Regions from separate parts of the Mus musculus genome. Here regions 1, 3, 4, 5, 6 and 7 are each linked to region 2. A link is a contact called in public HiChIP or PLAC-seq and promoter capture Hi-C data. All regions are on one chromosome and are shown on one strand. Each heading gives the region's core, a stretch centred on a gene start, on an enhancer-like site or on the middle of the called end of the contact. The rest is flanking DNA. Distances are from core to core; before and after follow the strand shown.

The links. Promoter capture Hi-C pulls out the DNA fragments that hold promoters and counts their contacts. HiChIP or PLAC-seq counts read pairs in DNA pulled down with a chosen protein or histone mark.
Region 1: a contact with region 2 is called in a promoter capture Hi-C map of hippocampal neurons, with 4 times the contacts expected there. The contact joins the promoter of Syce2 here to the promoter of Prkaca in region 2. A contact is called at or near these places in 9 of 39 promoter capture datasets (the 3T3-L1 cell line, cranial neural crest, embryonic stem cells and 6 more) and 2 of 9 other capture datasets (adipose tissue and liver).
Region 3: a contact with region 2 is called in a promoter capture Hi-C map of pre-B cells, with 3 times the contacts expected there. The contact joins the promoter of Elmod2 here to the promoter of Prkaca in region 2. A contact is called at or near these places in 2 of 39 promoter capture datasets (liver and pre-B cells) and 1 of 484 Hi-C or Micro-C datasets (embryonic stem cells).
Region 4: a contact with region 2 is called in a promoter capture Hi-C map of second pharyngeal arch cranial neural crest. The contact joins the promoter of Klf1 here to the promoter of Prkaca in region 2. A contact is called at or near these places in 6 of 39 promoter capture datasets (the C10 cell line, cranial neural crest, hippocampal neurons and 3 more).
Region 5: an HNF4G HiChIP or PLAC-seq map of pancreatic cancer cells shows a contact between it and region 2. The contact joins the promoter of G430095P16Rik here to the promoter of Prkaca in region 2. A contact is called at or near these places in 3 of 39 promoter capture datasets (cranial neural crest, frontonasal cranial neural crest and liver) and 1 of 115 datasets of contacts at active chromatin or transcription factors (pancreatic cancer cells).
Region 6: an H3K4me3 HiChIP or PLAC-seq map of bone marrow-derived macrophages shows a contact between it and region 2, with 2.3 times the contacts expected there. The contact joins the promoter of Rnaseh2a here to the promoter of Prkaca in region 2. A contact is called at or near these places in 6 of 39 promoter capture datasets (cranial neural crest, fetal liver, hippocampal neurons and 3 more), 1 of 115 datasets of contacts at active chromatin or transcription factors (bone marrow-derived macrophages) and 1 of 9 other capture datasets (liver).
Region 7: a contact with region 2 is called in a promoter capture Hi-C map of liver, with 6 times the contacts expected there. The contact joins the promoter of Rad23a here to the promoter of Prkaca in region 2. A contact is called at or near these places in 8 of 39 promoter capture datasets (the HPC-7 cell line, cranial neural crest, embryonic stem cells and 5 more), 3 of 115 datasets of contacts at active chromatin or transcription factors (bone marrow-derived macrophages, embryonic stem cells and thymic regulatory T cells) and 1 of 9 other capture datasets (adipose tissue).

The regions. Positions count from the first base shown.
Region 1 is chr8:84,870,350-84,873,692 of GRCm38.p6, reverse strand. It overlaps Syce2 (synaptonemal complex central element protein 2), which reads right to left and starts at 1,582. Exons shown (of 5, transcript NM_027954.3): 1 at 1,440-1,582; 2 at 861-973. The coding sequence starts at 1,454.
Region 2 is chr8:83,971,572-83,974,586 of GRCm38.p6, reverse strand. It overlaps Prkaca (protein kinase, cAMP dependent, catalytic, alpha), which reads right to left and starts at 1,609. Exons shown (of 10, transcript NM_008854.5): 1 at 1,355-1,609. The coding sequence starts at 1,400.
Region 3 is chr8:83,330,977-83,333,911 of GRCm38.p6, reverse strand. Elmod2 (ELMO/CED-12 domain containing 2) reads left to right here and starts at 1,426. Exons shown (of 9, transcript NM_178736.5): 1 at 1,426-1,562; 2 at 2,654-2,801. The coding sequence starts at 2,660. It overlaps Gm32327 (predicted gene, 32327), which reads right to left and starts at 1,293. Exons shown (of 2, transcript NR_168721.1): 1 at 862-1,293.
Region 4 is chr8:84,900,505-84,903,375 of GRCm38.p6, reverse strand. Klf1 (Kruppel-like factor 1 (erythroid)) reads right to left here and starts at 1,394. Exons shown (of 3, transcript NM_010635.3): 1 at 1,261-1,394; 2 at 1-687. The coding sequence starts at 1,347.
Region 5 is chr8:84,721,570-84,724,608 of GRCm38.p6, reverse strand. It overlaps G430095P16Rik (RIKEN cDNA G430095P16 gene), which reads right to left and starts at 1,552. Exons shown (of 2, transcript NR_169084.1): 1 at 1,338-1,552. Nfix (nuclear factor I/X) reads left to right here. Exons shown (of 11, transcript NM_001371053.1): 7 at 759-881; 8 at 2,791-2,966.
Region 6 is chr8:84,964,760-84,968,033 of GRCm38.p6, reverse strand. Rnaseh2a (ribonuclease H2, large subunit) reads left to right here and starts at 1,958. Exons shown (of 8, transcript NM_027187.4): 1 at 1,958-2,174; 2 at 2,392-2,463; 3 at 2,591-2,717; 4 at 2,816-2,903. The coding sequence starts at 2,048.
Region 7 is chr8:84,839,072-84,842,042 of GRCm38.p6, reverse strand. It overlaps Rad23a (RAD23 homolog A, nucleotide excision repair protein), which reads left to right and starts at 1,391. Exons shown (of 9, transcript NM_001297606.2): 1 at 1,391-1,549. The coding sequence starts at 1,478.

The sequences.
Region 1 (3,343 bases), core at 333-2,832, 900 kb before region 2:
GGCCTTGAGCTTAGAGCCCTGCCTTCCTCTCAGCCTCTGGAGTGCGGAAATAAAAGGCACGTGCCACTATGCCCAGCTTTTTTCACCCCTTTTCTGTTGATGTCTTAAATAAAACACACACACATATAAATCCACAAAAGAATTGAGAAACTAGCCGGGCAGCAGTGGCACATGCCTTTAATCCCAGCACTTGGGAGGTAGAAGCAGGTGGGTTTCTGAGTTCGTGGCCAGCCTGGTCTACATAGTGTGTTCCAGGACAGCCAGAGTTACACAGAGAAACCCTGTCTCCAAAAAAAAAAAAAAAGAAAAAAGAAAAAGAAAGAAAAACAAAAACCAAGAGAAAATGAGTCTAAACATGAGGATTCTATGCATCCTGAAATTAAACCTTGTGGATATCAAAAGGAGACTGCCAGTACCCAGAACCAATGTGGGCACCTGTTGTTAGCATTTCCTGTAGGCTCCGCCCAAGAGTTACCTAGCAACAGCCAGGTAAGACCCTGGCTCACAGGTAAGGACTATTTGGCTCTGGTGTCTGTCTCCCCTCCCCTCCTCTCTCTCCATCTTCCCTCTCTCTCCATCTTTCCATTTCCTCCCTCTTTCGCTCTCGCTCTCTATTTTCCTCCACCTCTCCCTTCTCGCCAGTAAACTTCCTCTATATGAGGTCTGTCTCATGGCTGTCCTCACGAGGACACCTAGGCCGGGCCCGCCACGGTGCTCCACTTGTCCTCTGCGGCTTCATAAAACACCAACCTGGAAGGTGTTAAATCACCCGTGGACCAAGGCCCAGGGCAGACCACGTGGAATGACCTACGTGACCAAGGCGGGGCCCCGGAAGGGCAGCTGGGCCTGTCACTCCTCACCTCGGGGCCACTGAGCCGGGCGTCTCCTCGTGGTTCTCACTCTGCCGATGCTCTCCGCTCTCCACAATCGCCGGCGGCTCCTGGTCCTTTAACTCCACGGGAGGCGCGGCCACCTGCGAGCGCAGCCAGCTCTGAGAGGCGGGGTGGGGAAGCTCAAAAGGGACGCGCTAGCAGGGAGGCCCCGGGGTCAGGACCCTCGGGGCCGCAATGGGGGGCGCGCTAACACCTTCCCGCGGAGAGTAGTTAAAAGGAGGCCGAGTGTGGCACACGCCTCGAACCCCTCCTCAGCCTCGGGAGGCGGAGGCAGGCAACCGCTGAGGGTTCGAGGCCCGGCCTGGTCTACACCGTGTGCTGTCTTCGACCAGCTCCTGAAGCGCACCGCACCCCCTCACAGCCTCGTCCACCAGGCCCCACCGTCTCGTTAGTCAGGAAACCTCGCCTCTCCCGGCAAGAGGCGGCTCCAACCGCGGGGAACAGGGCCCGGGTTCGAATGTGTGGAGGAAGTCTCTGTTCCCCGCGGCCCTAAGCCCCGTCGCCCGCCTCCCGCCGCCCGCACACGGGAAACCGCACCGCACTCACTCCGTGGCGCTCCATTCCGTCTTTTCCCGCCTCAGCGCCCTCTGCGCACGCCACGCCCCCTGCACGCCCCGCCCCGAGCACGTGCTGAATGAAACGCGCCCTGGCCCCGCCCCCGCCCCCCCCCCCCCGGGGGCGGCGAACTCGAAGGCCCTCCGAACTGGCTCTGCCTTTTGGGCTATGCTGGTGCTATGTGGTAACAGACGGATTTGTGTTGTATGGACCGGTGGGCGTCTGAGCTCATAATGCGTAGGTGCGGGACTCGGGGTCACCTGTGGCCCTCAAGAGTTTGAGGAATTCACACTGCGTCAGAGTTCCGCCCCTTCGATCTACAGTTTGTGTGGCGGCAGTGTCTTTTTAAGACAGGGTTTCTCAGTGTTTCCCTGACTGTCCTAGAACTAGCTCTGTACATCAGACTGGCCTCAAACTCACACTCTCCTGCCTCTGCGGCTAGAGTGCTGGGATCAAAAGTATGCGCCACTAGTGCCCAGATCAAATTCTTTTGGAACAGGGTTCCACTATGTCCCAGCCTAGGACTCTGTAAACCAGGCTGACCTAGAACTCTGAGATCAGCTTGCCTCTCTGCCTTGGAATTGAAGGCAGGCACCACCTAGGAACAACCTTCATTTTATTTTATTTACATGTTATATATGATTTAAACTACTTTTGGGCACCTTCCAACTAAGGCCAGAAGAGGGCATCAGATCCCCTAGTTATAAGCCTCCTGGCATGGATTTTGAAAACCTAATTCCTGTTCCCTGATGCTCTTCATCGATGAGCTGAATTTTATTTTTGTTTTACGTTTGACCTATTTTGTGCATGCCTATGTGCCATCCACTCCGGGAGTGTGGAAGTCAGAGGACAGCCTGAACGAGTCCACAATCTCCTTCCACCGTGTGGGTCATGGAGATGCAACTCAGGTCATCAGACTAGGCAAGCACCTGTACCCACTGAGCCATCTAGAGGGATCTCTTGTGTTTAAGTGGTTTTTTAATACACATTTTTACGGGTGTGGGTGTTTTGACTGCATATATTTATTTCTATACTACGTGTGTGCATAGTGCCCATAGTGGCCAGAAAAGAGGTTCAGGTCCCCTGAGGCTGGAATTACAATTGTGAGCCACCATATGGGTGCTTAAAATTAGACTTGGTCCTCTGCAGGACAAACCAGTACTTAACCTCTGAGCCATCTTTTCAACCCTTTCTGTTTTTGCTGCTACATCCCTAGCAGCTTGGGGCCTGAAATGCTATGTGAGGGAATGAAGAAAGGACAGACACACAGTGAAACTGGGATCCGGTGGCTTCTCTAATGCTATGGCTGCAACCTGGACCCTCAGCTATTTATTAAATACAGCACAGCTAGTCTTGGTAGGAAGAATCTGGGGGTGAGCAATCCTAGCCTGCAAACACCAGGAGAGGAAGCCAGATCTGCTAGCCTTTGTACACTGGTTGATTATCTGGAAGCCATCATTCTGGAACTCTAGGGAAAGAGTTGCCGTTCCTCCTGAGCCTGGTTCATATAGGTAATTGATTAGACAGGTTTTCCAGGGGTCAATTGGTCTTGGACTCCTGTGCCCAGATTAAGATATACATTCAGGCTGGACTCTACCTACTCAGGGCTCCCTCTGCTTGCTTTCTGTCTCTGTATAGCCCTGGCTGTCCTGGAAGCTCTATAGACCAGGCTAGCCTCAAACTCAGAGATCAGCCTGCCTTTGCCCCATCAAGTGCTGATTCAAGGGGGAGGGGTATACCACCAAACCCAGCTGAAAAACTGGCACTCCTAAAATACATTTCCTTTTATTACTGTAGTGATTAAAAACTAAAACTGTTATAAATGTTGCAAAAATAACTGGCAGATCATAAATTTATTGATAGGAGGCAACAAACTAAGTGTTGCTGGGTGATGG
Region 2 (3,015 bases), core at 360-2,859:
TTGAGTGGCATTCGGGGGACTCAGACACTGAGAAGGGCACAGCTGATCAGAGCCTCCTTTTTGGGTAACTGGAAGCTGTTCTCAGCTGCAGTACAGCTTTAGCTTGGAGTGACACCACTTTGAGACATGAAGCACTGGGGGACAGGGCCCAAGGCCCTTTCTGAAGTAATTTCAAATATAGAATCACTTTTTTTTCCCTGGCTAGAAAAATTCAGCATGGTTTTTTTTTTGGGGGGGGGGTGTGTGTATGTGTGTGTGGATATACCTCCCTCTGGGTGAGCCCTCGGTATGCACAGAATCCATCTGTCTTAAGCAAACCAAATCATTAGCTGTCACCTATTGCTGGATGGCGTTACCCCAATGCGCGCAATTCTTCTGACCATCCCCATTCAGTGGAATGAGCCTTTGCTATTCATTTCATCCGCAGTTTCAAACCAGCCCCAGGGGCTGGGTGAACGACAGAACCGCAGTTGTGAAACGACCATTTATTGAGGGGCCTTCTAAGGAACCCAGACCTCAGGGTAGGCCAGGAGGGTGCTCTGCCGCTTTACCTCACCCGCAACCCAAGAAAAAGGACAGACGTAATGGCTCTGAGCAAGACCAGCTCCAACTTGGATAAGGAAGCGCAGAAGCAGCTCTCTAGGTTCATAAACAGTCTGCCACCCCAGCCAGGGCCAGACGAATGCACGGAGGAGGTGGAGTGACAGGATGAGAGGGGCAGAGGGACCCAGAAAGATCTTGTCCCCCATGCCAAGTGACACAGAAGGGAAAAACAATGCAGGAGGTGGCCCCGGGAAATGCTCATGGGGGTGGGGGTGGCTTGGAGGTGGGAGCTGTGATGAGGTGAATCGGGCAGGGGTAGGAGAAAGATGGCGGGGGCTGGAGGGGGAGGGGTGTGGTCACCAAGTGGCCAAGGTCCCTGCAGCGTGGACCCCACAGCACTCCCGAAACTGGCAGGAGCCTGGATCAGGGTCAGGCATTGGGGCGCTGTGTGGGAAAGGTAAGTGACGAAGTGGGAGGGGGTATAGAATCTGGAGAAAGGGACTAGGAGAAGAGGGGTTGGTGTGGTGACAGGGCCTCATCTGGGGCCCCGGCGGTCATACATGCAATGGTTGGCAGTGACAGCTGGGTGGGGGGGCACGGCCTTTGCAGTGGGGGATGGTAGGCCATGGGCACCAGGCCCTACTGGGGGCAAAGTATCTCTGCGGTGATCCGACCCCAACGTGAACAGGCAGCAGGCAGGGGTGCAGGCAGACAAGATTGGGGGGGCATATGGGGGAGGGGCCATGCAGTGATGGGCATTGCGCGGGCAGGCCGCACGCAGTGAAGATCAGGGTGACGGCCGGGCACTCACCGCTCTCCTGCTCGCTGCCCTTCTTGGCGGCGGCGGCGTTGCCCATCGCGGCGGCGTCGCGGCCGGGGCCAGTCCCGGAGCTGCGACGCGGCGGGTGCTAAGGTGGCCGGCGGCCCCGGAGCGCGCTGGGCAGCGGAGGCGGCGGCCCCTGGGGCTGGCTGCGCTGGCTGCGGCGCCACGACCCCCGCCCAGCCCCTGCTTCCCGCGTCTCTCTGCGCCCGCCCGCGGGGGAGCCTCAGCCCAAGTCCTCTGTCCGTGACGCCCCCGCAGCCCACCGCCCATTGGTTCAGGCCTCCCTGACTGACAGCCCTACGCCGCTGTCCATTGGCCCTCCGGAACCCTCCCGCGCCACCATAGGCTCCTGGATGAGTGACGCGAGTTGCAGACTCTCCGCCACTCACGGGCTCGTGAGGCCGCAGTCGGGCGGGCGAACGCACGTGATTGGCCGAGAAGCCCGAGAGGGCTTGGGGCTGCCCCTGCGAAGCCGTCGATTGGCGGAGACAGGCGGCCCCGGCTAGTGTCAGTCCCGGGGTGAGAGGGCGGGGCAGCGGCTCAGGCTGCGGCCCGGGCAGCGGGCGGGGCGGAGGCTGCGGCGGCTGGAGGGTGGCTGGGTGGCAGGCGCTGCGAGGTGCGGGAGGCGGCCCGGCGGACGCCCGTGCGGCAATGTGCGCGCTGCAGTCTCCCGCCCCTGCCCAGTGCGGCAGCGGCCACGGGCCAGAGGTTGACGCCACGGCGGGCCGGCGCAGCGGCTGTCCACCTGCCAGGGGGGGAGGGGCGGGCTGGCGCCGAGGGTCAAGGGTCGCCGGGCGCCGTTCGGTGTCATTCATAAGGAGGCCCGACACTGGGCAGCCGTGACCCAACTAGCTCGGGGTCCGCTTTGGTTTGCTCGCGACACAACTGGAGCTGCAAGGGGATGTTGGACCCAGAACTGAGGGCGTGCTGGGAGGAGACTCAGAGTATCTACACTCTTTGCTAAGGCTCAACCCTAGGCCCCTGAAAAGTAGTAACTACGGACGCCAGCCAAGTGCATTACTTCTTGTACCTTGCACGTTGGGCCTGCCATACTCCCATTTTATGGAGGCTCGGTCAGGCTAGTTCCTTGCTCTTAACTAATCTCCATTGCCTAGACATGACCAACATAACCTGCCCCTTTTGGGCAGGAAGAGAGCCGTTCTCCTTCCTTCTGGATGCTCATCTTTAAATTTTGTTTTTATGCAATGCTGGGGATTGAACACGATGCATACTCCCTGCGAAGTAAGCATTGTACCACTGAACTAGAACCTCACTCGGTGTTCTTTCAAGTCTGCACTGTCAGAACGTGGTCAGTTTCCCACCTTGCCACTGACACCAGGGGCCTGAGCACTCTGCTGGAGGGTCTCCTGCACACTAGGTTGATATCAGAACCCCACCCTCACACTCTGGATGCTGGTACTCTTCCATCTGTCTGCTGCCTGGGACAACACAAACATCTCCAGATACTGCTAAATGTACTCTTGGAAACAAATTATCCCTACCCTCACCAGAGCTCTGTAATAGAGGGTGGCCAGGGTGGACGGTGCTGGGTGGACGGTGCTGAGTGGACGATGAGCTACCTCTCCTGGACTCCAAAGGGTAGTTGACTCTGAGGTACATATACCTATAGACTCACTGCTCAACAATGC
Region 3 (2,935 bases), core at 177-2,676, 640 kb after region 2:
CCATGGGGCAAAGGTGGTGGCTTGTCTGCCCTTCATAGGTTTATGCTCTACAAGAAGAATCTACCTTTAAAATGGAAAGGCATGCCGGGCGTGGTGGTGCATGCCTTTAATCCCAGCACTCAGGAGGCAGAGTCAGGTGGATTTCTGAGTTCGAGGCCAGCCTGGTCTACAAAGTGACAGGACAGCCAGGGCTACACAGAGAAACCCTGTCTTGAAAAAAAGAAAAATTGGAAAGGCATGTACTGCGCACTTAATCAGACCTAACACGGAGATGGATGGGGCATAGACAAGACACTGGCTTGAATATTTTTGGAAGTATAAGGAACTAATAGTGGTTGGTCCTGACAAGGGGACCAAGGAGCCAGGAATCTTGTTTGGGTAGGAGGCTAAACTGTCTGTCTGTCTGTCTATCTATCTATCTATCTATCTATCTATCTATCTATCTATCTATCTATCTATCTACTTTTTTAGGCAGATCCTTAAGTAGCCTTGAACTGCAGATCTCCCTGCCCACATCACCCTCCAGCTGGCATGTAATTACAGGCATGCATGAGCGTGCCCAATTCAGGAATTTCTTTTGTTTCATTTTTAACTTCTTTTATATTTAGCCTTCTCTCCACTTGGCTCTTTCTTATCCAACCCACCAACCCCATTATTGTGCCATCAGCCTTTTGTAATACATTCCTAACCCAGGACTTCTACATTTACTGTCCTGTGGATCAGTCTTCCTCCTGAAGCTGGCCCAGCACACTCCCTCATCTCCTCTAGTAACGCTTATCCTTACTTTGCTGATTCCGCTGTATGTAATGATCCCTTCCCCTACTCCCTAATCCCCTTAATAACTTTGTTAGGCAGCTTCACCTGATACTATGCTTTTGCTGGTTGGTTTGGCGTGCGAGTCCCTTGTAGAAGACCACCTAGCACATAAAAACCATACTTTTGAGGTTTAAAAAAAAGGCACAGATTATTCCTCCAGTAGAAACGATGTTAAGAAATGAACGTTTGATGAATTAAGTGTTCCATGTTTGTTTTCAGAGGAAAAACTCGCAACTTCTCATTGCACACACTTAGTCACGCAAGTTCTTTTGCGTCATCCATAAAGTGCCTTCGACCCAAGTTTCCTTTGTGCCTCATAAAGATGGGAAATAATCACTTCGCAGATTAGGAAATGTAAGTGAAAGTGCTGTGGTCACGCCCGCGGTGGAAGAGTCCCGGAAAGCCCAGAGCAAAGTTCCCAGGCCGAGTCCACAGGGAACTCGTTGGCGCTGGGCTGGGAGTGCGGCCGCCGCCGTTGCCATGGGAACCGTCCAGCGTCTGGCGCGCCTGCCCGCGGGCCCCTCCTTCCGCGCCGGCGATAGGCTGAGAGCGAGCCAATCGGAAGAAGACGAAGAGGCGGGGCGCGGAGCCAAGAGACACCCCGCCCCCGCAGCCTCCGTGCGGACTTCCGGGTCGCGGTGTTCGCAGGGAGCGCTCCACGTAGAGCGTCGTTTCCGTTGCCGGTGTTTGCAGCTGGGGAAACCGAGGCAGTGCCAGCTTCCCCCTAGTTCTTCCGCTCCTGTGAGGTGGCTGCTGTTTTATTTTTCTCTCACTCTGAGTTGCTGGCGTGCGGCTGCGCAAGCCTCGCTGGCGTCCCGCGGATAACCCGCAGGGTGCGGGGGCCGTCGGGGCTTTGTGCAGCGTTCCCGCGCGCGAGAGGGGCGGGACGGCGCGGTGCCCACGGGGCTCGCACTCGGTTTCCCGAGGCCCTGGGGCTCGGCGGGACGGCCTGCCTGCGCCTGGCACTTCTGCCCGCTTCGTCCCGACAAGCGCCGACGGGATGACTCATTTTAAAGATCCTGATCCGCGTGTCTGGCACCGACACCTGGTGCCTTGCCTTGCGGGGATTTCGAATTTGACAGCTCCTCGGGCCCGGGCGCAGAGAGGGTGTGTCTGCGAATCCCAGGGCTGGAGTTCCCGGTATCCCTCCTCCCCTTCGTTTAGCACCCGAAAAGAGTTTTATTGCAAGATCAGTTATATCAAGTGTATAGATTTTGTGGGGTTTTTTGTTTTTTAACCTCTTGGTGTCTCTGCCCTTCACCTACTGACTAGAACAATGATGAATTCGTCAGGATGCCATCTGCTCGGTTTCCCAACCTGTATGCTTCAGTTTGTAAGCCACTTGTAGTGTTTTCATTTGTCGGAGTCAGCTGACAGGGACAGCTGGGCGCGCTCTCAACCAAGGCTGAGAAGAGCTCATTTTTTGGGAAGCCACATCTGATGTGTGGTAGATTTGAAATTGTTGCTCGGTTGGTCCTTTTATTCTTGAACTTCTTTGTTCCAAGTTTCAAGGGATGAAAAACGGAAGTATGAATCCAAAATATTAAATATAATATTTGGCAAAAATGAAATGTGGTTATTCTTTTTAGCGATTAAATAATTTGGCCAGTTATTTGGCTACTTTTTACATTTTTTTTTCAAGTGACCATTTGGCAAATCATTATTTAAGCTGTTGTATGTTATTTCCTTGCCTGATGAATTAAACACTCACAAAATAGACACAATGGAATAATATATTTCATTATCATTTGGGGAGTTGGATCAACTTAATTTCTTTTTCAGTTTTATAATTCCAGTTTGAGACCGTTAAGCTTGTGTGTTTATATCCTCTTTCCAGGGAAACATGTTCGTGTCTCTGTGGGAGTTTTTCTATGGACACTTTTTCCGATTTTGGATGAAATGGCTCTTACGGCAGATGACTGGGAAATGTGAATTGCAGCGAATTTTTGACACCTATGGAGGGGCACAGAGGACCTACAGAATAGGTAATACCTTCAAAATAAAGAAAATTCAACATTAATTATAACCTAACTGAATTCTTCTGCTCACCCCATGGGAGTTTGATTTGAGCGAGTCACTGCAGCTGAGTTTCTTAAGCTTTGTGGTCTTTAAGTTCTTT
Region 4 (2,871 bases), core at 145-2,644, 930 kb before region 2:
CGCAGTTCCCGGGGACAAGCCTGCGTCTCCGGCGATCGCAGTGGCCCCGAGTTCTGTGGCCACAGTCCCAGGTCCCAGACAATTCAAGAAGGAAGGGGGCGCCGTGGGACCAGCAGAAGGCGCCGCGAGCCCGCGAAAGAGCTGGAAGTGGCCTTGGTACTGTGGCGCGGGGTACAGCGCGGGGTATCCCGACAGCAGCCCATAGGGGGCGCCTGGAGCTGCGGGCACCGCAAGCCCCGCCCGCGGGAAGAAGCCCCCTACGGAGCCCGCTCGCGAGTCGGAGTACGAGGGCTGAGCCTTGGGAGCGAGTCCCGGGGCCAGGGCAGGGGCCACGAAGGGTTCAGGGGCTGGGGGTCTCGGAGTCGGGTGCGCCCAGCTTGTGTGCTCCTCGGAGCCCAAAGGCCCAGTCACCAACCCTGGGCCACCCGCATAGGCGCCCAGAGACTCAGGCGGCTCGAACTGTGCCACTGGCCCCACGCTGGGCGCCAGGGCACAGGTCCGGGAAGTGCCGGGAGACTCGGAACCTGGAAAGTTTGTAAGGAAAAGATCCGGGTCCCACGCACAGGTCACGTCCCTCTCATCGTCCTCTCCGGAAGGGTCCTCCGATTTCAGACTCACGTGATGGGACGGCCCCGTGGGATTCGGGGGCCCCGGCCCCAAATCCTGCGTCTCCTCAGACCGCCACCACTGCGGGAGGGAGCGTACTGCTTGAATGGTAGGCACTGGGTACCTGGCCCTCAAACAACCCTGGCTGGAAACACCGTTGGTGCCTGTCATTTACCCACACGGTTCCCCTAACCCCTTTCTCAGCTCCAGACAACTCCATTAGGTCTTGCTAGAGACAGCTAAGACACTTACCAAGAATAGTATTCAGGATGGGAGAAGGGGTTGCAGAGTTCTGAGTCAAAGGGGACAGCTTCGACTCCGTTTTCCCTAGCCTTTCCCTGTCTTCACATAGCCCAGAAAATTACAGCTCAAAGCCTGGAAATCCCAGGACACCTTTATCTGGACCTTTGTCTCTATGAGCCTAGTCTCTTAAGATATAGAGCTTAGAATTCTGCTTCCTGTTGGAGAAATAGGCCTCACCTTGATCTCAGACCCCTAGAACATCTCCCCCAAACAAGGCTCAGAGGCTCTCCCACTCCTCCACCCCCAAAAAACAGAGCAGAGGATATTAAAGTAAGATAGACGCCCCACCCCTAAGCACTATGCCCTATGCAAGACCACCTGCCCCCTCCCACACACTCACACTGGCCCCACCTTGAGGAAGTCCTCCTGGGTGTCCAGGAACTGTCCCAGGGTGGTGAGTGTACTGATGGAGGGTAAGACAGTCTCAGCTGAGGCCATGGCTGGCTGGTGTCCACCCTGGACCTCAGGCCTCCTCTCTCTCTTCTGCCTCATGGGCTATGAGGCTAGGAAAGTTTCTTGGAGGGCTCCTGTCTGCCCACATCTGATTGGCTGTCTTCCCTGATAAGACCCAGGCAAAGCAAAACGGCAAAGGAGGGGTGTGTGCGATATGTGTGTGGTGTGCTTCTTTTTTTTTTTTTTTAAGGTTTTCGAAACAGGGTTTCTCTGTGTAACTGAGCCCTGGCTGTCCTGGACTGGCTTATGTAGACCAGGCTGGCCTAGAACTCACAGACATCTGCCTACCTCTGTCTCCTGAGTGCTGGGATTAAAGTTGTGATGTGTCACTTTCAAGGAATAGACCTCACCCTGGCCTGTTTTCAAACTGGTCCCTGAAAACCAACCCTGTATGTAAAGTCAATCAGATGTCAAGGAATAGGGGCTTCAAAGTTTTAGGATTCAGGTTGGGTAAAGAAAAGTCCTGGTCGCTGCTCCCCACCCCCACCCCACCTCCCACAGGACTGAGAAGACCCCTCTGGTTTGGTTTCAAGTCTCTCTCCAAGGAGTGGACCAGGAAGGATAGATTTCTTGGGAAAGGTCTTTGGGACCCTTTGACCCCCATGGAGACCACTGCAGTCCTTACTCTCCCAGACAACAGCAGCAACGGTGCTAGTGGCGGGCCTTGGCACCGGCTCCCTTTCAGGCATTATCAGACACACCAGATGTTTCAGGCCGCTATCAGGTAGGGGGCCCAGAACAACCATAGCTCTGTTCCTCCTTGAGCAGAAGAGCTGGGGGTTGGTGCCACAAATTATTTTAGCTTTGAATTGCTCTGTTGTGTTGAGGTCTGAGCTGTTTAGCAAAAGGAGTCCCCTCAAATCAGCCCACTCTGGGGCTCTGAGGACCCTCACTGGCTACTGCATGGAGCTGAAGGGGATGGCTAGGAAGTTTACAGTGTGGTGGGCTAGGACCCATAGATGGAGCTGCAGCTAGTATGCCGTTCAGAAGAGCTCAGCCCTGACTCTGCCTAACGGCTCATTGTGTGCGGGACCCCATGATAGATGGCCTGCTATTCCCATACTTCTATTCTGGTGCCCTATGAGTCAGGGTAGGGAAATGGGGTGTCACGGGTACAATAATATCACACATACACCATCATTGCTCGGTGTCCATAGGGGACATCAGATCCATTATAGAAAATGGTACCTAGTCAGGCATGGTAGTGATGCCTTTAATCCCAGCACTTGGAAAGCAGAGGCTGGTGGATCTCTATGAATTTGAAAGGTCTGTTTGGTCTACATAATAAGTTCCAGGACAACCAGGGCTACATAGTCTTTGTCTCGAAAGACGACAACAAGGGTAAAACAGTGCTGGGGACTTAGCTTCATGGAGTGCTTGCACCGTATTAACTTTAAAAGAAAAGCATAAAGACCTAGGTTCAGATCCCTGGCACTGACACAAAAGCCAAGTGTCACTGTGCATGTCTAAGACTAGTGCTAGACAGATGGAAACGGGAAGATACCTGGT
Region 5 (3,039 bases), core at 303-2,802, 750 kb before region 2:
AGAGATACCGAAAGAGTGTGCTCCTGGGAGCTGTTTGACAGCCTGTCACCTGGAACTGTGCATACTGGACAGAGATGGTGTTGGCTTGCAATCTCTTGACTGTCAAAGGCAAAGCCCAGATGGGGGTCTTTTTGTACCCGTCTCTGGCTAATACCGCCCTTGCCTTTGGCAACAGGGCAGAGAAGAGCCCCACTCTCTGAGCCCTATGGCCAGGGCAGTCCTTGCCTCTAGTTGTTCCCAGGGTGCTCCCAGCTCTGGCTCCTGCCTTTGTTCTCCTTTTGCTGCTTTGGAGGGCTTCTAACCATGCTTTCCCTTTTCCTTTTCTCCAGAAAGAGAGTGCTGGTTTCTTCAGGCCAGGGTGTCTTGTCACAGCCCCCAGCCTGTGCGTCCCACCCTTGGCGCTCTGGCTCCTTTCATGGCTCTCCAGCAGGCATCTGTGGGCTCCTCGTGCATCCCTTCCTAGATGCCAGCCTTGTACCCATTTTAATTCCTTTATCGACCGTCAGGAGCAGGATGCTTTCCTCTGCCAGCCACCCTTGCCCAGCATATCCTCCCACATGTTACCAGGGGCCTCATTTTCCTCTCTGCAGAAGCAACTGTAGCCAGATTGCACCCCTGAGGTCAGGCCCCAGGAGGAGCAGAGCAGGGCCCGAGGTGGAGGAAGGGCTGCTGGGTGCTGAGAAGAGAAGGAGCGGGCTGCTTAGCTGGCTTCCTACCCCAGCCAGCTAAACCTGCGTGTTGCTGCTTCCTCCCCCCAGGCCCTGCTTCTCTAAAGAAGTCAGGAAAGCTGGACTTCTGCAGCGCCCTCTCCTCTCAGGGCAGTTCCCCACGCATGGCTTTCACCCACCACCCGCTGCCTGTGCTTGCTGGAGTCAGACCAGGTGAGAGATGGGGGCGGGGCTTAAGGGGACACTGCGGGAGGCAGCCACAGCAAGGGGCAGCTGGCCAGGAGCAACAGGGGGCCAGGGATCAATCTAAGTTATAGATCTGGGCTCCCCAAGTGGGTCGTGGCACAGCAGTGGGGTGGCATGGGATGGGCAGTGTAACTCTGAGAACCAGGCTGCCCACTCGGTTCCTAGAATCCCTCCCACATGCTAACTCTGGCTGTGTTAAGTCTGTGTTGGGTGCATGGTCTGCACATGCTCACTGGGAGCTGCATGCAGCCTCCCCCTCCCCCACCAGCAAGTAGTTGAGCCAAGTTGCTCTCCTGTGGATTAGAAAGAGTACTGCTCAGCAGTCCAGGTTCCTGGTGTCTGTCCTAGAGCAAACCGGCACCAAATCTGGGCCTCCCTGCTTTTCCCAGAAGTGAAGGGCTGGGCCAGAAGGACAAGGCTCACCATGAAAAGGACTGTCTTGCTGCTCTGAGGGCATCTTCAGGCCCTGAGAAGATGCTGGATCTTCCTGAGGGTGGGGCCAGGCAGGATACCCGGGAACCTGGCCCTCCTGCACGTGCTGCTTCCGCCTCAGCACCCATCTGGCAGCAAAGGCCTGGCTTTTGTTTGCACATGGCCCTGTATCTGCCATGCCTCTCTTCTCTTCTGTAGGACGCGACAGGGAGGTTTACCTCCCGGCTTCCTCCTTGGGGCCTCCTGGCTTAGAGCCCAGAGGCAGCCAGCACTGGGGCAGGGTGTGGTGGCCACAAGGTGGGGGCAGGGAGCCCAGGCCTTGTGCAGGCGGCAGGAGGGAGGCAGGCTCCACCCTGCTGCGCTCCATTTTTATGAACTCCAGAGAGAAGCCAAGTTTCCTCAGCCCCCTAATGAAACTGAGAGCAAGAGTGAGCTGATTGGAAACAGACAGGAAGGGGGAGAACTTGAGGAAGAGCTGAGGCCTGTACAGGGGTAGGAACTGTGAGTTCACAGCGGCAGGGCCAACACATGAGGGGGGCCTAAGCATCCACTTACACATTTGGAGTTGTGTGTGTGCCGGGTGCCGATCCTGCACAGGCAGGGTCTGCTTGTCCAGAGACCACGGGGCTGTGGTAATCTGGTGTCGGTCCTTTCAGGCAGGCTCACACCTAGGACGGGGCAAGTGAGGTGTTTGCCAAGGGTAAAAGAAGGAAAATGTCAAGGATACTAAAAAAACTCAACCGGCAATAAGTAACATATTAGTGTGTTGTTTCTAAACAGTAAAAACAGTTGCAAAGCATAGGGTGAGTCTAACACCTGAAATCCCAGCACACAGGAGGCTGAGGCAGGAGGATCAAGAATTGGAGGCCCTATGACTGTCTCAAAAACCAAACAAGAGCAAAACCTTATGAGAAGCAAGTAACATTGTAACAGTTTGCTGGGACTGAGGCGTGGTGGCAGAAAGCACACCCCAGTACTGCAAAGACAAAAGAAAATCAACCATCCGAAAACAAACAACAAGAAAGTGCCCAGCACGTGCCTGCGAGGGTCCAGAATTTAAGGTCATCAAGTTCAGCCCCGGCTACAAGATAGCAACAAACCAACCAGAAAAGCAACATCCTAACAATTTTAAATAGGCCAACCCAACCCTGCGCTGGTAGCTGGCTGTTCACCTGCCTCAGCTAACCCCCACGCCAGCTCCCGGCAAACAGTATTTATAAAAGCAAGCAGCTGGCCCTCAGGTACTAGCCTGCCAGTTTATTTTATTTTATTGCATTGATTTTTTTTTTAACTTAGATGACTGAGGCGTTTTGTGCCTGACACAGTGCTTCTGCCCCATCCTGCCTCTTCCTCAGGACCCTCAGCCCTTTTGCCAGCCGTTGTGTCTTGCTTTTCCACGTGGCTGTTCTCACACCCTTTCTCTCCCCTGCCTGTGTGCACACAGGGAGCCCCCGGGCCACGGCATCAGCGCTGCACTTCCCTTCCACGTCCATCATCCAGCAGTCGAGCCCGTATTTCACACACCCAACCATCCGCTACCACCACCACCATGGGCAGGACTCGCTGAAGGAGTTTGTGCAGTTTGTGTGCTCTGACGGCTCGGGTCAGGCCACCGGACAGGTGAGTCCAGAGGGCGCAGGAGGCCCTGTAGCCTCATCTCTTTGTCTGTGTGTCTGTCTCTCTGTCTGTCTGT
Region 6 (3,274 bases), core at 709-3,208, 990 kb before region 2:
CTGAAAGGGTGGTTTGCTCTTCCTAAGTCACTGCACAGAGGCAGCAAAGTCTTAAAAATACCAGTTGTTACTATTAGGTTCCTTATCTTTGTCCCTCCCTGGACAAATCCTTTGTATGGTGGTTCACTCCCCAATTGGGTTTTCATGTCCACCCTCCATCTCCAGTACTGGAAGACTCAGTCCTAGGCCCGTGGGGAAAGTGGCATTGTTTCTGCAGCCTGGGCAGACAGGAACGCAGCCGTCAGGTGTTGGGCACGGCACCAGTCCCTGTGTTCATGGACCGAGAGAAGCTGGTACAGATGAGGCCGTGCCGGCAACAGGATTGCTCATCTTGCAGCCTGAAGGACTGCAACTAGAGGCCCTGAGCAGAGGTGAGCAACAGACGGGACATGGCAATGCTAGTCAGAACTGGCTGGCAGATCTAGGGCAGGGACTTAACATGAGGGCGCGGTCCTTTAATCCCAGCACTTGGGAGGCAGAGACAGGCAGATCTCTGGGTTCGAGGCCAGCTTGATCTACAGAATGAGTCCCAGAGTTCCAGGACGGCCAAGGATTCACAGATAAACCCTGTCTTGAAAAATAAAAACAAACAGCAGGAAGAGAAGGAACTGAGGTGGTGGCTGGTTTGAGGTGAGTACTAGGGCCCAAAGTCTGAAGCTTCAGGTTGGCTGGGGAGCAGGCACCTGACTTCAGACACAGGAGCTTTTCCGACAGCCATGGGACAAAGCAGGAAACGCTGGAAGGAGAAAGCCCTGTTGGAGGTTCAGGCCTGTGACTCAGGCACTCCTGAGGCAGGAGAATCAAGAATTCAAGATCAACCCAGGCGATATTTAATAATATTTAAGGCTATGTTTAATTTAATATTTTAGGCTATTTAATGCTACATGAGACCCTGTCTTAAAAAACAAAACAACCCCCCCCCAAAAAAAAAACTTGGTGGCAAGCAGAAGCATGTGATAGAGGAATGATGGGCGTGTGTCTCATTGACCAAGAAGACAATAGAGTGTGCTCGGAGTGGCTAAGGAGTCCGGGAGATGGGAGCTTCCTAAAATAAGGGATAGCAGAAGAGAGGAGGGATGGGGGAAGGGAGGGAAGATACCTGCCTGATGGGTGCAGAGCCTAAACAGGAAGCAGCTGGGGCCCGGCATCTCCCACAGTGGTACAGAAGGCTTTCTTTCAGAAAGATGATAAGGGACAGGTCCTAGAGGCAGCAGTGTCCTGGAGAGCCATTAACTTCAGGAAATGTGAGTCAGAAGGCCTCAGCCTTGTGGAATCTGGGACACTCAGTACTAGGAGCGGAGGTTCTGTGCAGCGTGGTGGGGAGGGAAGGTGGGTGTAGCTCTGTGAGTTCAAGGCCAATTTATGTAGCAAATTCTGGGTCAGCTAGAGAGACACAGTGAGACTCTCCCCCCACTGCCCCCACCCCCCAAACAAATAGAGAGACAGAGACAGATAGCCATTACAAACATGAATGGAGGTAGTAGGAGACCGGGACCCGGTGAGACCAGTGTTCCGCCTGTGCAATGATATTTGATCTTGTAAACCTCCAAAAAATATCAGTTGAGTGAGGGTTGGTAATTCCAGCATAGGAAATGGAGGTAGGAGGATTATGGATAGAAAGTCATCCCAGGCTACATAGTGACTTCAAGGTTGACCAGCCGGGCTTTATTAGTTGTCTCGAAAGAAACAAACCAAACAATCTGCTTAACTACATCTTAATTTCCTCGTTATTTCTCTCTGTACCAGTCACTGAGGGCCAGGCTCCAGCAGCAACGGGGCGGAGCTTGCAAAGTGACCCTGCCCACCCTCCATTACAAACCACGCCCTTGGAGATAGTCCTCAAAGACTACAATTCCCAGGAGAGAAGAGCAGACCAGCGGCGACAGCAGCGCGTGCGTAAACGACCACGCCGGAGGGCGCATCGAGGGCGGATCCTGCGAGCCGATTGGTCAGCATCAAGAGCCACTGCAGTTTTCGCGGAAAACGCGCGCTGGGACCTGCGCTTGCAGTGTTGTTTTCTACAATTGTTGGCTGTCGCAGAGGCAGCATGGATCTCAGCGAGCTGGAGAGGGACAATACGGGTCGTTGTCGTCTGAGTTCTCCTGTACCTGCTGTGTGTCTCAAGGAGCCGTGCGTTCTGGGCGTGGATGAAGCGGGCCGAGGCCCTGTGCTTGGTGCGCTTCCAGGGCCGCGGGCTGGGAGGCGCGTGGGTGAAAGGGGTGCAGTTTTCAGGGAAACCGGAGTGAGGATCATGCTGGGCCTTGGGATCCGGAAGCGATAGTGGGATGGCCTTGGGCCGTGGTGATGATGGCGCAAGGTGGCTTTTACGTACTGTACTCTCTGGTGGGAACCCTGCTCTCAGAACTCTTGACTTGTCCTCTTCCTACCAAGGTCCCATGGTCTACGCCATCTGTTACTGCCCCCTGTCTCGCTTGGCAGATCTGGAGGCCCTGAAAGTGGCAGGTGAGCCTGTGCAGAATGTCTGCACTCTGGGTTCCTGGGTATGTGCAGGGGGGCAGGAGAGATACAGAGGGGAAAGCGGAATCGGGAAACAACCACTTGTCCCCTTTTCTTTTAACTTTCTTCCCAGACTCTAAGACCTTGACAGAGAACGAGCGGGAGAGGCTCTTTGCGAAAATGGAGGAGGATGGAGACTTTGTGGGTTGGGCTTTGGACGTCCTGTCTCCAAACCTGATCTCTACCAGCATGCTTGGGCGGTGAGGCGTCCCTTCATGAGTGGGGGGAAGAGCAACCAACACAGGCAGGCTGCGTCCTGCCTTTGCAATGGTGTGGACTAAACTCTGTCCTTTACCAGAGTCAAGTACAACCTCAACTCCCTGTCACACGATACAGCTGCGGGGCTGATACAGTACGCACTGGACCAGAATGTGAATGTCACTCAGGTGAGCTGTTGGGTTACAGCCCTTTGGTCACCTTCTGATAAAAGGGACTTTAAAAAGTTGAAGTTGGGTCTGTATTAGTGATAGATTGTTAGTCTAGCATGCATGAAGTCCTGCTTCCATCCCAGCACTGCATAAAGTCAGAGTCGTAACACTTAGGAAATGGAGGCAGGAACATGAAGAGTTTATGGCCACCCTTGGATAAAAAGTGAGTTGAGGGCTGGTGAGATGGCTCAGTGGGTAAGAGCACCCGACTGCTCTTCCGAAGGTCCAGAGTTCAAATCCCAGCAACCACATGGTGGCTCACAACCATCCGTAATGAGATCTGACTCCCTCTTCTGGTGTGTCTGAAGACAGTACTTACATATAATAAA
Region 7 (2,971 bases), core at 142-2,641, 870 kb before region 2:
AGCCTTTCTCAGGTGCGGGTGACGTATGTTTCAGCTACTGGAGTTTGCAGAGTCTCAGAAATGTCATTTATATGTATCCCATAGTCTCTAAATGGGAGAGTAGCCATCAGGTCTTGATCCTAAACTCATAGACGTGTAAGTTTTGATTCTAGCACAGACCTCATTGACAGACTGACTAGAATTTAGTGAATTCAAATATTAGCCATCTTGGTTAAAAGTGGGATGGATCTGTTGGACTGACACCTAGGAAAGCTGAGCAAAGTTCACAGTAGTGGGGTGCATGCTGGTAGATAATAGTCAAAGGGACTGACTGAGCTCAGGGACAGTGATCTACTTTCCCCAAGGGCCCATGGTTCTAGGACTGAGCTGATAAAGATAGATTCCAGGATTGGGTTATGTAGTTCAGTTGGACACTTAGCTAGCATGGCCTGGGTTCCATCCCCACCACAAGGAAAAGAAGAGACTCATTGTTGAGTCTCAAGGCTGCCTTTTATACTCTAGTGTAGTAGGTTGAAGAATGGGCAGGAGGAAGCCTGTGTTCTTCACAAGAAAGTTGTGATCTAGCTTTCAATTCTGGAGTCTAGACTCAAGTGAAGGGAGGGAGGCAGGCCTTGGTTAATTGCCTGATCATTGGTGTGGATAGAAACACTGGGCAAAGCAAGCATCTAAGAGGATGGTGATGTTAGTTCTGTTTGAGAGTCCCTTAAATCACCCTGATGAACTGCCCTATCCTGAGTCTGACATTTTCATTACTTTTTGGTATGTGAGGGTGGTCTAAAGCTTCATGAATACTACCCCTTCCCCCCACGAAAAATGTAGGTACCTTAAGAGTTGGTGTAAGTAAGGAAAATTTATGGAGGGGAGAATTACATATTTAATATAAAAGAACCTTGAAAATGTTTGGATGAATAGGTAGGTCATTGCAGGATTACAAAGATGTGGGGAACTCATGAACTAGAAGTGTAAATTTATTCCAAAAATTAAGATGGTCCTTGAAAATGGGGTCACATAGTTGCCCTCCTCTACATTGATTGATGGTAACTTCTAGGCAGTCCTCTGCTAAGATTCCTTTTATTTTGACCAGATCCAAATTGGGTCACTTGAAATAGGCAGAATGTATGAAAAATAACTTAGGAGCAGAAATCTACAACAAACACCTTAAAAACTTTAAAAGTCCTTAGGAGCCATTTTGTGGGTATAATGACATCACTGTTAGCAGAAATGATGTCACCAAGACAGCGGAATGCTGGTGCACACAGCAAAAGCTCACAAAGCTAAGATTGCGCATGTCTAAGGTAAGGTGCAGCCGCGCATGCTCTAGAGGTCGAGGAGGGTGTCACCGGCGCTGACGATCGGCGGGCGCTGCACACTTGCCCCGGAAGTGCTTGGCGCGGCGCGGCTGGGCGCTAAGATGGCGGCGGCGTGAGTTGCATGTAGTACGAGGATCCCGGGGCTGCCGCATTGCTCCGGCCCCGCCATGGCCGTCACCATCACCCTTAAAACGTTGCAGCAGCAGACCTTCAAGATCCGCATGGAACCTGACGAGACGGTGCGGGCCGGAGCCCGGGGGCGGGAGCGACCGGGTGCCGGGGTGGGTGGGGGCAGGGATGCCGGGATCCAACGGGAGGGGCGGAGAGGACGCCGTGGCCAGGCCCTGCCCTCCCCCAGCAGCCCGACCTCCTCGGATCCCCCCGATCGGCCCTGCCCTGCCCCGGCGGCTCGGGCGCTGTTCCCGGGCCAGTCCCTGGGAGTTCCCAGGTCTGGCTCCCGTGTCAGCTGCGGGCTCCGCGTTCCCAGCCTGCAAGCTGCTCAGGTGGCACAGTTTGCCCTCAGTGCCAACGAGGTGCCGACTGGTGACTACAATGATGATAATAATAAATGGTCTTAATCTTAATAGTTTTGGTGGTCCGTCTTTGTTGGCCGTTTATTCTTTACCAGTTTATTCTTTACCAGAGTATTAGTGTCATCTTGCTGAGTCTGCAAAACAGTGTTGTCGTTTGGGGACTCCTGACTTTCCCCTTTTGACAACCACGGAGTTAAGGAACTTTGCCACGGTCACAGCCAATAATGACAGTGACAAGATTTTTTTTTTTCTCCATTTCACATAACAGCAGCCTAAACATGCTGTATGAACTTTTGTTTGGTTTTGCTTTTTGAGAGTGGAGTCTAGTCTTGTTCTTCTGGGCTCATGTGAACCTTCTTTACTTAACCTCCAAGTAACTGATATTGCTGTCTTGGGCCACCTCCCCTAAACCTTCTCAAAACATAGGTTGAAGCCATTGGTGTACCCTCAGTGAAGTCTAAGCTTGGTAGTCATGTTCATAATCTCTGAGCAGAGATTACCTGGAGTTCTAGGCCAGCCTGGGCTATGATGTTTTAGGCAAGCCTGGAGTTGAGTACAGAATAAAATCCTGTTCCAAAAATGGAGGGAAGAAAGATGACCTCAGTAAGTACAGAAAAGTTACTGTTTGAGGCCAGCGATGGATACACCGTTTCATTTTCTTATTACTGTTTCCCCTCCTAACCACATCCCATTGGAAATACAAGTTTGCTTTTCTTCTCACATCAGTGTCTTCTTCATGAGAACACTGACTTGTGTTTGTTCTGTTCCACAGGCCTCTGTAAAACAAGTTGTAAAACAGGTTGGGGATGGAGCTTTTGAATATACAAGGCCTGAGCTAGGGGTCTGTCCCCAAACCACCACTACCATTACACACACACACATATACACACACGGTGAACAGTTCCCGTGTCTGGCATGTAATAGACTGCTGTCAGCTCGATAGATTGAATAGGAATCTCATAGGATTGAAAGCAAAGCTTTTTCTCTAAACAAAAGGGAAGAAGAAGGGAACCTAAGGGTTCGTGATGGTCATTGTATTCTATTTGAAATGGTCTCACTATATAGTCCTGGCTAGCCTGGAACTTAAAGAGATCCACTTGTCTCTCCTAAGTGCTGGGATTATAAGTG